Linked DNA regions of Mus musculus: all the other regions are linked to region 1. The links are chromatin contacts, called in public HiChIP or PLAC-seq and promoter capture Hi-C maps. All regions are on one chromosome and are shown on one strand. The core of a region is the stretch at or near the end of the contact, and the rest is flanking DNA. Distances in the headings are between cores, read along the strand shown. Region 1 holds the start of Hmox2 (heme oxygenase 2). Region 2 holds the start of Zfp174 (zinc finger protein 174). Region 3 holds the start of Naa60 (N(alpha)-acetyltransferase 60, NatF catalytic subunit). Region 4 holds the start of Cluap1 (clusterin associated protein 1). Region 5 holds the start of Eef2kmt (eukaryotic elongation factor 2 lysine methyltransferase).

Region 1 (2,824 bases), core at 139-2,638:
GGCTGGGCACTATAGTGCAAGCTCATCATAATCCTAACAGTTAGGAGCCTGAGGATCTCAAATTCAGTTAGTGCACACTACATGGCAAGATTTCCTTCTCAAAACACAAAACACTGGGTAGGGTTGTGGGCTCAGTAGTAAAATACATGCTCATCTTGTTCAAACTGCACCGCCAAAAAAAACTTTCTTAATAATTATGTATTAAATGACATTTATAATAACTATTATAAACTGAAGCACTATACCAGAAATAGGAACGCACAAAACCTTCTACATGACTAGACTGTTTAAGGCCAGTATGACCACTTAAACAAAACCATTTCTAATCTCTAATCCACTTCTGAAAAAATCACAGGATGTCTATGCATAACTAAGATCTTCAGTGCTGTTATCTCGCCTGTGGAATGTTCGTGGATTTACTTCACGAGTCTCTTAATATTCTCACTTTATAGGTAGTAAAACACTCAAGGATTTAGAAAGGACTGGAGAGCAAGCGCTCTCCCTCAACTGGACAGTATATGATATTTCTGTCTTTCGGGAACACTCCCTTCTCTAGTTGAGTTTGCGGTGCCCACAATTGAACACAGGCCACAACTGGTCCTTCAGAACCAATTTAAACGGCATGACACAAGACAGTCCTTGTGCAAGCAGTGTGCAAGGCGGTCCAGGCAGTTCTTACAGAGCAATTAAGTCACCTGGAGCTCTGTGCTTTGGTGGTGACAGGTGACCTCCTGGGCCAGACCAACCGGCTACATCTACGACTGAGTCCTCCCAGTCTTGCACTCAGAACCACAGGTCACTCATCAAGTCCCCACAGGGATTCTAAGGGATCTTGCCACCGAGGGGAGCCACTGAAGGCTGGCCAACAAGGCCGCCACGCCCCGGGCTCCTCCGGGACCTCAGGTAGGCTCATGTGCTGCGCTGCTGCACTAACTTCGACCCCGGAGTCACCTCAAGAGCATTCGTGACGCTGGGAGGGGCTATGCCCCACGGGAACACCAGAGGACTCTTGGGGATGGAGCTCAAAGCCGTCTAGAGCGCGACGTCCGCGGTTTCGGGCTCATTTGACGCTCAAGGCCCGCTCGGTGGCCCCTCTCCGACCCCCAGTCTCCCGCTCGCTCGCTCGCCCGCCTCAGCCCGCTTCCGGCCACCCCCCGCCCGACGTCCCCTCAGGCTGAGGACGAGTCGCGGGGGGACAGCGGAGCAGAGCTTCGAAGAAGGCCGCCGCCATGCAAGGACCCGGGAGGGGAGGACGGGGCACAGAGCGGACCACTCACCGTCAGTGGCTCCGCAGGTCAGTCAGTCTCCGCGTCTGCGACTCTCTCTGTACCTTCGCAGCCGAGAGGGCGAGCGCCAGGACGGTAGGACGTGCGCACGCAGCGAGGGGCGGAGTCACCAGGCCACGCCCCCAGGCGCACGGCAGCTAGCGGGAGGCTCTTGGGCGAGCCGACACTGCCTTCTGAGAAAGCTTCGGGAGTGGGGAGTAGTAATGTTAACCGGAGAGGAAGGAAGCGTGTCAGCCAAAGCCAACTGCTTGTTGATCGAGAGTGGGGGCTCAAGCCTGGAATCCCAGCACTCGGTGGGGGACAGGGGTGGGGTTGAGGCTGGAGAATTCAAGAGCAACCTGGAGAATTCAAGAGCAACCTGGGCTACAGTGTGAGCATTTGTCAGTGCTCAAACAAAAACACAAAAGGGTTGGGAATGTAACTTGTTGGGGAAGAATTAATAGATTCTTTTTGGGGGGGCGGGGTGTTTCGAGACAGGGTTTCTCTGTATAGCCCTGGCTGTCCTGGAACTCACTCTGTAGACCAGGCTGGCCTCGAACTTAGAAATTCGCCTGCCTCTGCCTCCCAAGTGCTGGGGTTATTAAATGCATGCACCACCACTCACTGCCCAGCACTTAATTACTTTTTTAACTATTAAAGTTTTGGTTTGGTTTTGTGCTGGAGATGGAATTCTAGATTTTGAGTAAGCTCTCTTACTGAGTTATGCTGAGGGACATTTCTGTGCACTCTGTATTCTGTCTGATTCCTGTACCCAGAGGTCCAGCTCCAGTCTCGACTTTAGTATGACTCAGTATTTTATAAAATATTATTCTCTATCACCTCCTGATTGGTTAAATAAAGAGCTTAATAGCCTATGGCTGGGCAGGAGAGGATATGGCAGGACTTCTGAGGCCAGAGACAGAGAGAGCATCTCAGGTGGGAGAGAAGGGAGACAGGAATCCGAACAGGAATGAAGGAGGAGGAGCCAGAGCAAGCCTGAGAAGGCAGGAAAGGTCCACATGGCTGGGAAGTAGGCCAGCATACTTGGTTAGAATAGCTTAGAGTCTGCCTGGCTCTGCGCCTCACCTTTATAATAAATATAAAGGTCTCCGTGTCATTAAGCAAGGAGGACATAGAAAAGTTCCTTACTTTTGCAGAGTTATGTCTCCCCAACCCAACAAATGTTCTCTTTCTACCTCTCTATTATTCAGGTGCACGATGCACCCACAAGCTAGGAAGATTTCCACACTAGAAGCTTTAACCAAATTTGCAGAATCTTTTCCTACTCAACACTATTCACAAAAAAAACAACAAGTTCTGGAAGCAGCCTAGATAATCTAATTGATGACCAAAGTATGAAGGCAGTTTCTGCATGAGCAGGACCAGGGTGTTGGATTTTATTGGGACAGAGTTACAAGAAAGTAGTTTATGTAAGCTCTCCTCAGAGCCTTCTTTTCTGTGTTGTTGTTGTTGTTGTTGTTGTTGTTGTTGAAAGAGGACACACTACTAGGGATTGAATCCAGGATCTCCAGCATGCTAGACAAGAACTCTCCACTGTG
Region 2 (2,824 bases), core at 194-2,693, 880 kb after region 1:
GAGCACTGACTGCTCTTCCAAAGGTCCTGAGTTCAAATCCCAGCTCACAAACATCCGTAATGAGATCTGACGCCCTCTGCTGGTGTATCTGAAGACAGCTACAGTGTACTTAGATATAATAAATAAAAATCTTAAAAAACAAACAAACAAAACCTACTCTTACAAGGTTGGAGTCTCTGAAGGAATAGCTTAGTTCTCTGCTTCCTCACTGGGTGCCAGTGGCTCGGTTTTCTGAAACCCTGGTTATGGCTTTGGGGGATAAGGGGATTCCTCCAGGCTGGAAGCAACTTTTGAAGCCTGGAATCTCTAACTAGGGATCATGAGACAAAACACTACCTCAAAAGACAACAAAAACATTACCTAGGACCCACAGAAATAGGACCCTCCTTACCCACTGCTTTGGTTTTTTGGATGTTCTGTGCAAATCTTCCACCAGAGTCACAATCTCCCTGCTGCTCTTTGGATACCGATGCCAGACCTGTGCCTGGATCTCTGGAGGTAGGATGACCAGAAACTGCTCCATCACCAGGAGCTCCAAAATCTGCTCTTTAGTGTGTAGTTCAGGCTGCAGCCACTGTCTGCAGAGCTGTTGAAGGCAGGAGAGCGCTTCCTGGGGCCCAGACACTTCTTGATAGCAAAAGTGTCTGAAGCCCTGGCGGGAAAGCTCAGGGTCAGGATAGGCTTTTTGCTGAGGGGGGCCACGGTTTTCTTCCAGCTTCATTATTATGTGTCTCTCTTGCTTGTCAGAATCCTCAGTGTGGGTGCTCAAAGTTATCTCCATTCTAGCTGCCATTTTGGGGGCTCTGGGAACAATGTGTCACTCTAATGGTAAACTGATTATGTCTTCTGGGTCCTTGCTCTGGAGAAATCTGAAGGCTAGAAAAATGTTAGGAACGAAGCCTCCCTGGAAGGACTGCAAAGACATAGCTTTCTCATTTGCTAGTCTTTATCCCAGACTCTGAAAACAAAATAGTTCCCGGTCTTTTCGTCAGTTTTTAAGGAGAAAAGTCATAATACCCCAGAAGGGCACTGGAGAGAATATTTTATTTTTGTATCTGGCGAAATTCACAACGCGTTAGGGCCGGTAGAGGAATCCCCAGGGAAAGTTTAAGCTATCATCTTGTGGGTAGCTCGCACCAACTCTCCGGCATCTGGCAGACACCGACCTGATCCAGCACCTCTGAGCGAAGCAGAGCCAAGGCCACAGCGCGACCAATGCGTGGTTAAGGATAGGGAGTGCGGCTCCGCGGCCCAGTCAGCTCGGACACGCAGCTCCACAGCAGTGTTGGGTGTCAGTTCCAGTAGCCACCTGCGACACCACGTTCTGAGGCAGCTCAGAAGCCAGTGCCCGCCTGCAGGTGACCCACCTTGCCAGAGACTGGACACCGGGAACCCTAGAGCACAGTCTAGGGGAGGAGCCGGAGCCCCGCCACGGAGACGCCCACTGGCTCCAAGAGCTACCCACGGGAAGGCCCGCCTCTCCTCTACAGGACTGGGTCTCCAGGACACTGCTAATCTTTTATTGGCTGTTTGATTTATCAATCAGTCGCAGTGCCTCTTGGGAGTCGTAGTTCAGTGGCTAGTCCCGGAGCGTTCGCAATGTACTGCCTAATACCAGATAGTTGGCAGTCACTCGGTTGGCTGAGGGAATTTGGGGCAGCAGAAAGTGCGAGGGGTCCAGCGAGTCCTCCGTATGGGGGGCTTCAGGTCAGGTCTCATATTGGCCGGGAGGGCCTCCCTCTTAGGACATGTCTGTGGTGTACTTGAAACAGGACCCAGGGGTTGGACGAACCCGCTGAAACTCATTCTCCATAGCAGGATCTTAACTTTCTTCGACCTCGCCTCTAGGCTTTTTCCTATTCTTGCGTGGTCTAACCTTCGCAAATGACTCAACGAATGCAAACACGTAGGAAACAAAGTAGTTTGCCCACTGCATGGGCTATCTTCAGAGTCTGAGGTAAAGCCTGACAACCTGGTACCATCTACGATGTGCAATGGTGAGAGATCAGTCTCTGTCTTCACAATCAATGAAGCAATAATTATGTGATGAATGGAACTTACGAGGTCAGTGTGGGGGTCATTAAACCAGGAGAGCATCTATTAGACTTTCTTGAGTTTCACGAAGTACGGGATATGAGAGAAAGTGTAAGGCAACTACAACTTCTCTTACTTGAAGACCAACCTTAACTTTTTCCGTACACATCTTCGTATGCTTGAAGACTTTGGACCCTCTCCCCACATACTAACAGCTTAACATTTCCAAAAATAGTTTCTCCTATGATTTTTGCCTTTCTTTCACAGCTCTCGTTTATTTTAAAATTTATTTATTTAAAGGTGTATGGTGTTTTGCCTGCCTGTCTGTCTGTGTATCACATGTGCCTGCTGCCCATGAAAGCCAGAAGAGAATGTTGGAATCCCCTGAAACTGGAGAGTTGTGAGCTCTGGTGTGGGTGCTGGGAATCAAACCCAGACCCTCTGGAAGAGCAGCCAGTGCTATATACAGTGAACTGCCTCTCCAGCTCCTTTTATTTTTATTCGTTATATATAATCTTTTTGTTGTTCTGAGACTTCTCACAATGTAGCCCAGTGTATAATCCTTCAACCTCTGCTTCCTCAGTGTGGATGAAAGGCATGTGCAAGCATGCTCTAGAAAACTTTCAATTTTTTTCCCTTAAGGCTGGGAGATAGCTCAGTTGATATAGTGCTTGCCAAACAAGCATGTGAAAAATCTGGATGTGATGATGAGCTCTTGTAATTCCCATACTGGGGAGGTGGAGGGAGAGCAGGTGGATCATTGGAACTCCCTGCCCTCCTACACTAGCCT
Region 3 (2,824 bases), core at 194-2,693, 840 kb after region 1:
CAACCTTTTTAAAGAGTCAATGCAAACCCCACTCTCAGGGGGCTTACATCTGGCATATTATTCTTGTTGTATACAAAAACCCTAAAAGGAGGTGTGTAGACTTATGTTCCCTGCCATGAGCAGTGTACTACTTTGGCACGATGGCCCTTCGGCATCCTCTAGTTTTTAATCACATTGTACTAACTCGCAGTTCACTGGTGTGTGCATCTCTCTCTGTGTGTACTTATATGCTGTTTTTGTCCCAGACCTTCCTCTTCCTGACATTTCGGCTGGTAACAAGGTCACAGGCCTTCTAAAACTCTCCTCCATGTCACATGGTTTTGTGGACTCAAGTCTTTGCATAGATGATTTCGGGAGTAACATGACTTTGCCTGCTGGGTCACACAAGCCAGCAGACAAGCCAAGACTAATTCAGGGATTTTATGTTTCTAGTACTTTGAAAAAGGAAAAGCTCTTTGGCAACTTCCTTAATTAGCACTCCAGACACCACAGGAGCCACAGAGTTAGGCTGTGAGTCTCTTCTTTCAAGACCAAAGGGTGACAAGAATGACCCAAAAGCACATGGCTCTGGGACTTGGCAGAGTTAAGAGATCAATAAAGGAGCCAAAGTTTATGTTTATTGCAGCCTGGCTCCCCAAGCCTTGGGTTTTGACACCAGCAAGGCAGGCATTTGCTGGAGGTTCAGAAGGCCCAGAGTACCCTCTCCACAGCCCCAGCCCAAGACAGCAGCACTGGTCATAGATCCCCTTTTCTCCTTGGCAAATGTTTTCTCCAATTCAGAAGAAATAAGTCAGAGGCGATTATGGAGGGTCCGCTTAGCTTCCATGTGCCGGAATACCAAAAGTACTGCTGGAATGAAAAGACGCGACAGACCTAAAGCAGGGTCCTCGGCTTTCACGCGTGCAAAAAGTCGACAATTACCCCCAGCTCAACAAGTCCCTTAAGGGAGGCAGGCTGGAGCTAGAAGAGTCGACCAGACCCTTCACCTCCAAAACCAGAGGATGCCGCCTTTCCATCTCCCAATTCCTGCAATTACTGGCTGAGGGTCCCCAGAAAGGCCAATTCCCGACGCCCCACCGCGCCCCTCGCCGCCGTCACGGAAACAAACTGGGCGCTAAGAAGCGCCCCGCGCAGGGGTGGGTAAGGGGCTCTCCGGAAAACCCGGCCTCCCACGGGCGGGCAGTGCCCTCGGTGTCGCGACAGCGACCTCCTCACCGCCCCGATTTGCACCCGCCGAGGCCCCCGGCTGCCTCACCTCGGACGGGAGCCGGCGGCAGCGGACGGTGTCTCAAGGCTCAGCGCATCCTGGGGGAGCCGGGAAGCCGGACGTGGGACTGCGCGGTCCCCCGCGACAGATTATGTAACCGGCAGGGGCCGCAGCCGGGACAGGGAAGGCGGCCCCGCGGCACTTCCGCCTCTCCTGTGCTGCCGGCGGCGCAGCCCGGAAGATCATTGGCTGCTACGCCATGTGGCACCGCCCTCCCTGACGCCGCCGCCACCATGTTGGGAGCTGGCAAGCCTCTGGCCGCTGGCGGGACCTGCTCCCGAAGCCTCCCGCACTGGCGGCGGAAGCTCAAGACAGCTGCGAGCCGCCCAGCTGCCCTTGCGTGCATGCGTGGACACCGGCGGCGGCGGGCCGGGGTTTCCGCGCCTTTCCTCAATCAAGCGGGTCAGAGGGCGCCTTTCCTCGATCAAGCGGGTCAGAGGAGCTCCGAGGCCTCCCTAGTCCTGAGACGCACGGCTCCGCCGCTGGCCTGCTCTTCCCCCACTGGAGGTTAGTATTAATAGATGCTGGCGCTGGTGATTGCTAGAAGCCCTGACTCAAAAGGCACCGCCCCGCGCTCGCGCTGACAGCCACAGAAGGGTGGTCGTGAGCTATCATTGCAGTGGACAAGTGACATTGGCCTTCAGGGCTGGGTGGGGGTGGGAGTTCTATATCCAGATGTAATTCAGAGATAATTCAGTTCGTGTAACCAGAGAAAAGCTTGCTGACCAACAGTTTATTCTTTGCTTTTAGATAACTAAAATGGTATGTAGTCAAAGGCTCAACCAACCTTAAAAAAATATTAATATCCAAGAAATACATCAGTGCTACATCCACTCCAGTAGTGACTCGCATTACAGGTTTAGAAACCTGGAAGCAGTCATGAGGTGAAGACTTTCACGGAAACTTCGCCTCCTGGAGCCTTGGCATTCCAATAGCACGTATACTCAAACCCTGTCCCAGCGTTAGTCTGGTGTATGGATTCGTGTGCTCTCTTTCAGTATTGTTTTATTATAAGTGCCTTTAAGGATTGATTTTGACATATAGCTAAGCCTTTGTCAGTGTTCCAATGTCCTGACCCTGAGCTTGGAATTCAGTAAGAATGTTACCTATTCAGTAACATTCAAATTCACTTCTAGTAGAGACAGTGAAAATAATCAGACATTACAATTTACTAGAACAGAGCTAGAAAAGCTCAGGGCCAGTCTGCATAGTAATTACTTAGAACAATAGCTGAGTTTCACCCAAACACAGGAATACACAATGGCCTAGGAAATAGGTGGGTTGGAGTATTACTCATGAAAGGGTTAGTAGAATGGAATTCCCCTGGTGCAGGTTTTTCACTAGGCCCAGAGGAATAGCATAATCAGGTATTTACTAAAGGACCACTGTAGGTGGGTTTAACAATAGACTAGCATTGCATCAGAGCATTCACCTGGCTCCTGTGTTTGGCTGATCTTAATTAAGGATTGTTTCTATTCTCAGTTGTAAACAAGGCCTGGCTCCCATTATCTTTTTATGTATGCATTTTCTTTGTTTTGTGTAAGAACCAATGTACCT
Region 4 (2,824 bases), core at 101-2,600, 820 kb after region 1:
CGAAGAGATGGTAGAAAGATAGGAAGCATCCTTCCCTTATTTCTTTCCCTTATATCACACACACACATATATCCCATATATGTATACCCTTTATATTGCAGCTTTTCCTTATACCTCTATGAAAAAAGTCAGGTTTTGCCTAAACACTCCTTTTAGCTAAGTAGTAGCTATCAAGTTCTCCACTGTTATAAATGGTGACAGTCTCATAGATTACACACTATACAGCATTTATTTAAGGTAAAAAAATATAAATCAGTATAAATTCTGAAATACTCCTTTTAAATATTCTTTCCAGTACAATGATCACTATTCAATGATCCCAGTAAAGTGCCAGCCTCATCAAAAACTACGTGGGACAGTCATAATTACACTGTTTCAAATACCCTCAAACCCTAGACAACACGACCCTAATAGCTGCTACTCTTCTGTAAGTGAAGTAAGATTTTTTAGGTCACACAGTCCCATCACTCTAGCTGTGTGAACCAGGGGTAGCTATACTACTTAACTTGCAGTTAAAACTAGGAACAATAAGGGTGAAATATAATCACCTGCCACAAAAAGGATGTTTCCCCCAAAGAGTATAACGAGTAAGAGTAGTCTGCTTCCCCACTCTCTAGCCAAGTTCTCTGCCCAGTATTTGGCATTCAGGCAAGCTGGATTCAAACTCTAAAGCAACTCGTTCAATTACTTTGACCTCTTGCTGCCTGTTTCATCTCTAACCAGGGCACAAACCTGCTAGGAGTAAATGAAATATTGCCCACATAGAGGACAGCATGTGACAGATTGTAACATACAAACAAACAAAACAAACCCTCAAAAATGAACAAAACAACCTAGCAGCACTAGCCATCCATTCATCCGGCCACTTCCTCGGCTTTACTGGTTCTTTCTACAAACTAAATGCAGAAGAAGTCTCCATTTCCGCAAGACCTTTCTAATGCGGCTGCAAATGTGGCCGTGACAACCAGAGATAAAATGAGGTGAAATTAAACATTCAGTTCTTCAGCGGCTCGAGACACATTCCCAGTGTTCTAGCTACACGTGGCCAGTGACGGACCGAACTTTCCAAAGGTGCTGTAAAGTTCTGTCAGCCCCTGGCTGGCCCAGGGACCCACGGCCTGCCTGGGCCCACGGCTCTGGCAGGGGTCCGGCAGGGGAGTCTCGAGATCCTGGGAAGCCCACGGGAAAGCCGGGTGCAGCCTTACTGCGGAGGTCGCGGAAAGACATGGCGCTCTGGTCCCCAAGAGTCCACTGGGGCGCCGCTGCCCGTCTCTGTAGAGTTCGCAGGCCCAGCGCTCTCCGGTCTCTATAGCAACGCTCAGAGGCCTTGGACAGCGTGCGGACCAGGCCAAACAGGACAGGAAGCGAAGAGGGGTGGTGAGCGCAAGCGCAGGACACAGACCAACAGGTGGCGCCAAGCACCTTGCGAGCTGCGCAACGTCATAGTCTTTCAGAGAGCGCTTTTGGCTCTGGTCCCGTTGGAACTCTCATTACCTCACTGATATATGGAGCACATTATAACCTTTTGTGACCGAGTCTCCTTTGTATTTGTAAAAGCATAGCTAAACCCCGCAGTCGAAGCCTCATAAAGTATCCACAGAATGACAGGAACGAAGATACCCTACCCTGGGCAGAATTCGAGACCTGTACCCGGAAGGCTTTTGTGCACGCACAGCTAGTCAGTATTCCCGACAAGCCGGAAATTGGCGCCCAGACTCGCGCGCCAGAGGTTGCCCTGGAAACTGTGGAGCGAGGTAGTGCTGGTGTACCACGCCTAGGGTGTCAGGGTCAGCACAGGCTCTACAGAGAACTCTCCTTGGTGACTGCTACGAGTCGAGGACAACCGCGACAAAAGCAGGGCTGGAGAGAGGAGAGCTGTGCCAGGAAGGGTGGGCGATAAGGAAAATGGGTAGGTGCAAGAAGTAAAGGTGCCCTTGGCTAGAACACGGTGGTACTGACCAAGAGTAGATACTTAAGGACAAAAATATGTGGGGTAGGGCCATACATTCGTGGCTAGTCTAACATGGGGGACAATGCATTTGAACAGTCTTTGCAACAAATGGTTTTGAAACAATGAGCAATCCATAGCAAATTAATATCTATGTAAAAAACAATGGTTCATACACCTAGATGTAAAACCTAGAACTAAATTTTCTATAATGAAACAGAGTTGTGGTGGAGTTAAGATTCTAAAGAACCTGTAGTTTTATATTTCTACCAGCAGAATAATTGTTCCAGTTTGTCAGAATGCACAGGAAAAAAATTGGCATTATCTACATACTGCTTAACCTATGAGAAAATGGATAATTAGACAAGTGTCACCCAGAACCATCTTCTCAGCATGATTCAGATCTCTACAGGTTTGTTCTCCAAATCCTCGTTCTCCCTGCCACAAATGAGGAAGCCTAGCGAATGACTTTCCAGCATACCAAAGCCAATTTGTCTTATGTGGCTTGCTCTGAATCTAACATCAACAAATTTACCCTAGGTTTCTGGTCTCTTCCCTTGCCCGCCTCCCTCCTTGCCCCTGACATACCATACTCTCCCAAACTAGGAGGTCCAGGAAGACTAGTCTTTACTGTGACATCATAAGGACCAGTTGCTATGGGAGACCTGCAGATCCACCCCCTAGACAGGGGAGAGCAGGCCCTACTGCACAGAAGGCCTGGCCACTCCTCCCCCACCATACTGGCCCTCCATGGAAGCCTTGGTCTGTGCATTCTCTGAGCTTCGAATAAGAGAAGGTGCCTGGCTGCAGGGAGGAGCAGCAGCAGAGATGCCACACTGTCCCAACCTGGGCCCAAAGCTACTGGGGAGAGCCCAG
Region 5 (2,824 bases), core at 243-2,742, 530 kb before region 1:
GGAGGCTGAGGCAGGAGCATCACTGCAAGGTTCGGGCCAAGACGGGCTACAAAGAGAATACCAACCTAGCCAGGTCTGCATAGCAAGACACTGTAAAACAAACCAATAATGCTACTTCAATAACTCAGTGGGTATAGGCACTTGCCAAATGGCTTGAGTTCAACCCACATGGTAGAAGGAAAGAACCAACTTCTTCAAGCCATCCTCTGACTTCTATTTATGTGTGGTGGATCACAAACACACACATACACAAATAATCAATGTAAAGAAATTAAAAGGCAAAATCCCACAGAAACAATCATAGTTCATTTTATTTAAATCAAGTCAGCTCAGGGAATAAAAGACCAATCCCATCTTGGTCCCCTATGCTGGCCTGGATTTTTGGAGGGTCACAGACCTGACTGTAATTAATTCCCTTCTGTTGTTCTCCAAAACAAACCTCAGGATTTCTTGTCTAAAGGAGGTAATGGGATACAATCTGTCCCCTTCATCAACATTCTGCAAGTATATTTAACAAGCTAGCTCTAGAAGCTTCCAAATGGAGATTTTGAGACATTTGCTAAACTGAACTGTTACACCTTGAATGACAGTGCACACTTGGAGGACAACAGGGGTGGCTTGCCAGTGTCCTGCCTTTCAACTCTAGGGACTTTGAACAGAATACTCTGCCACCCACTGCAGCTAACTCCCACTCTTAGTTCAGATTCTATTCCTTGCAAGATGAAACAAAACTCCTGCTGGAAGCCTCTGCAATTCTGTGCACTAATTTTCAGAGCAGATACTGTTACTGTTATATGTGTGTGTGTGTGTGAACACATATACACAAATAACGTAAAGAAATTAAAAGATGAAACCCCACAGAAACAATCTCAGTTCATTTTATTTAAATGAACCCAGTTCAGGGAATAAAGACCAACTCCTTGGTCCCCTATGCTGACCTGGCTTCGTGGATGTGTGTGTGTACACGCGCGCACTCGCGCGTGTGCGTGCGCAGGTAGGCTGAAGGATCCCAGGTATCACTTCCTAACACCCAGGTGGGGTTAGACCCCTCCAAAAATCTTCCTCGGCTACTTCGAGGGCAGACCCACCCTAGCCTCGCCCCCGGCTGATCTGAGCTCGCCCCAGACCACCCAAAGACAACCGGCTAAGAGTTGCTCAACCTCAATCTCAGCCCCACCCCCATTCCCGCTCGGGCCCACCTTCCAACCCCCAGTTCCTGCCAAGGACCGCCCTCTGAGCCCCGCCCCCAAGCCAGTCTAGGCTTCGCCTCCAAGTTGCCAGCTCCAGCTCCAGGAACTGTTTAAAACGCTCCCCAGTCAGGCCCAACCCGGCCCGGTCCGCCTCTAACCCTGCCCCACCGTACTCCCCGCCCCGCGGGCACCATCTTGCCCCGCCTCCTGGGCCGGAACATAGACTAGCCCCCGCCCACATCTTACCTCCTAGTTGCCACGCCTCCTCCGTCTCAGGCCTCGCTTCCGCCCGTTTCCAGGCAACCCTGGCCCTGCCCCGCGATGGCGCCTGAGGACCACGAGGGGGCCACGTCTCTGCTGCAGAGTTTCGAGCGCCGCTTCCTGGCGGCTCGCGCGCTGCCCTCCTTTCCCTGGCAGGTGGGCGGCGGGCGTGCGGCGGGTATCAGGGTCGAGCACCACGGGCGGCGGGGCCGGGAGTCTCGGGCCGCCTTTGCTCACCGCTGGACTGGGGGAGGCAGGCGGGCCCTTCCCCGGCAGGGTTTACAGGGTCACGAACCGGGCTGGATTATTTTAGCAACTTTTAAGCCAGTAATCGGTCATCTTGGCGACTGCAAAACAACTTTGAAAAACTAAACGTCTTCAAATGGCAAGAGCCGCGCTCTCCTGAAAAGGAGGCCAGGTCCCCATCCGAAGGGCAGGCTTCAGGCAGAACCGTCTCAGAGGGAGTTCGGACTGAAAATGGTGCTTCCCTGTGGCCTGGGGACCTGCAGCTCGGACGCGAGGATCCTTTAGAGCGTGCCTCGCTGTTAACTCTTGTGCGGTGAGCTCACCGGCATGAGTTACTATAGATTTGTATTCCTCCAGAGTCTACCCGGTTTCGTTGGGTGGTTTGGGTAGTTGTATTATTTCATCGACATAAAATATCTCTGGTCTTAACGCAAAACGAAACCCGAATAACATATAAGTCCTTATTCAATGTCAACTGTAATAATAGTTCATGTGCTGTGCTAAGTACTTGCTCAGGGTCACCCACAGTGCACAGCACTGGCGTCTGTGGTCACTCCATTTGACCAGGAGTTTAAGAAGGAAAGAATCAGAGCTCTGGCCGGGGAGGCCAGCTTCCTGCTTATAGTTCTAATTCAACCCCCTGTGTGCTGTGGGACTTTACAAGAGGCTACATCTCTGTGCCATCATTTCTAATTAATACAGTAAAGGATACAATGATAGCAGCCTCTTGCTACTAAACAGCTGGACTTCTTTTCCTTTGCCCAGCTAGAAATCATAGATAGACAAAAAGTTCTGGGAGTGCTGATCTCTGCTGACTGTGTTTTTCTGTGCCGGCTGTAGGCAGACAAGACCAGTAATTGCAGGTTTCTTGAGTGTAGGGCCCTTGGCCCTCCGGGAGTTCTTAGGACATTTTTGGCTGCGAGCTTCCCAGCAGGCCAAGGTATTGGATTTCTTCAGCCCTTGGCAGCAGCCCTTAGAAACATACAGCTCTTGTGCAGGTCTTGGAAGTGCGGATTCATTAGCTCTTGACCATGGCCAGCCTGTCTGCTTTTACAATTCTGCCGTCCACTGTTGAGCCTTGACTGGGTCTGCTTTCTCCTTGTTACCCCCGCAGCCCGCACTACTAA

The links. Promoter capture Hi-C pulls out the DNA fragments that hold promoters and counts their contacts. HiChIP or PLAC-seq counts read pairs in DNA pulled down with a chosen protein or histone mark.
Region 2: a FOXA1 HiChIP or PLAC-seq map of pancreatic cancer cells shows a contact between it and region 1. The contact joins the promoter of Zfp174 here to the promoter of Hmox2 in region 1. A contact is called at or near these places in 1 of 39 promoter capture datasets (cranial neural crest) and 2 of 115 datasets of contacts at active chromatin or transcription factors (microglia and pancreatic cancer cells).
Region 3: a contact with region 1 is called in a promoter capture Hi-C map of pre-B cells. The contact joins the promoter of Naa60 here to the promoter of Hmox2 in region 1. A contact is called at or near these places in 5 of 39 promoter capture datasets (cranial neural crest, liver, maxillary cranial neural crest and 2 more).
Region 4: a contact with region 1 is called in a promoter capture Hi-C map of second pharyngeal arch cranial neural crest. The contact joins the promoter of Cluap1 here to the promoter of Hmox2 in region 1. A contact is called at or near these places in 4 of 39 promoter capture datasets (embryonic stem cells, maxillary cranial neural crest, pre-B cells and 1 more) and 1 of 115 datasets of contacts at active chromatin or transcription factors (pancreatic cancer cells).
Region 5: a contact with region 1 is called in a promoter capture Hi-C map of pre-B cells. The contact joins the promoter of Eef2kmt here to the promoter of Hmox2 in region 1. A contact is called at or near these places in 1 of 39 promoter capture datasets (pre-B cells) and 1 of 115 datasets of contacts at active chromatin or transcription factors (pancreatic cancer cells).

What each region holds. Positions count from the first base shown.
Region 1 is chr16:4,724,925-4,727,748 of GRCm38.p6, reverse strand. Hmox2 (heme oxygenase 2) reads right to left here and starts at 1,388. Exons shown (of 6, transcript NM_001136066.2): 1 at 1,278-1,388.
Region 2 is chr16:3,845,842-3,848,665 of GRCm38.p6, reverse strand. Zfp174 (zinc finger protein 174) reads right to left here and starts at 1,443. Exons shown (of 3, transcript NM_001081217.1): 1 at 392-1,443. The coding sequence starts at 793.
Region 3 is chr16:3,883,238-3,886,061 of GRCm38.p6, reverse strand. Naa60 (N(alpha)-acetyltransferase 60, NatF catalytic subunit) reads right to left here and starts at 1,443. Exons shown (of 7, transcript NM_029090.3): 1 at 1,256-1,443. It also overlaps a transcript of Zfp597 not described here.
Region 4 is chr16:3,907,535-3,910,358 of GRCm38.p6, reverse strand. Cluap1 (clusterin associated protein 1) reads right to left here and starts at 1,350. Exons shown (of 12, transcript NM_029738.2): 1 at 1,206-1,350. The coding sequence starts at 1,227. It overlaps 1700037C18Rik (RIKEN cDNA 1700037C18 gene), which reads left to right and starts at 1,670. Exons shown (of 3, transcript NM_028484.2): 1 at 1,670-1,909. The coding sequence starts at 1,906. Gm41410 (predicted gene, 41410) reads left to right here and starts at 1,706. Exons shown (of 4, transcript NR_153801.1): 1 at 1,706-1,754.
Region 5 is chr16:5,254,624-5,257,447 of GRCm38.p6, reverse strand. It overlaps Eef2kmt (eukaryotic elongation factor 2 lysine methyltransferase), which reads left to right and starts at 1,492. Exons shown (of 8, transcript NM_027446.2): 1 at 1,492-1,607. The coding sequence starts at 1,512. Gm15983 (a long non-coding RNA gene) reads right to left here and starts at 1,485. Exons shown (of 3, transcript XR_003951974.1): 1 at 1,437-1,485.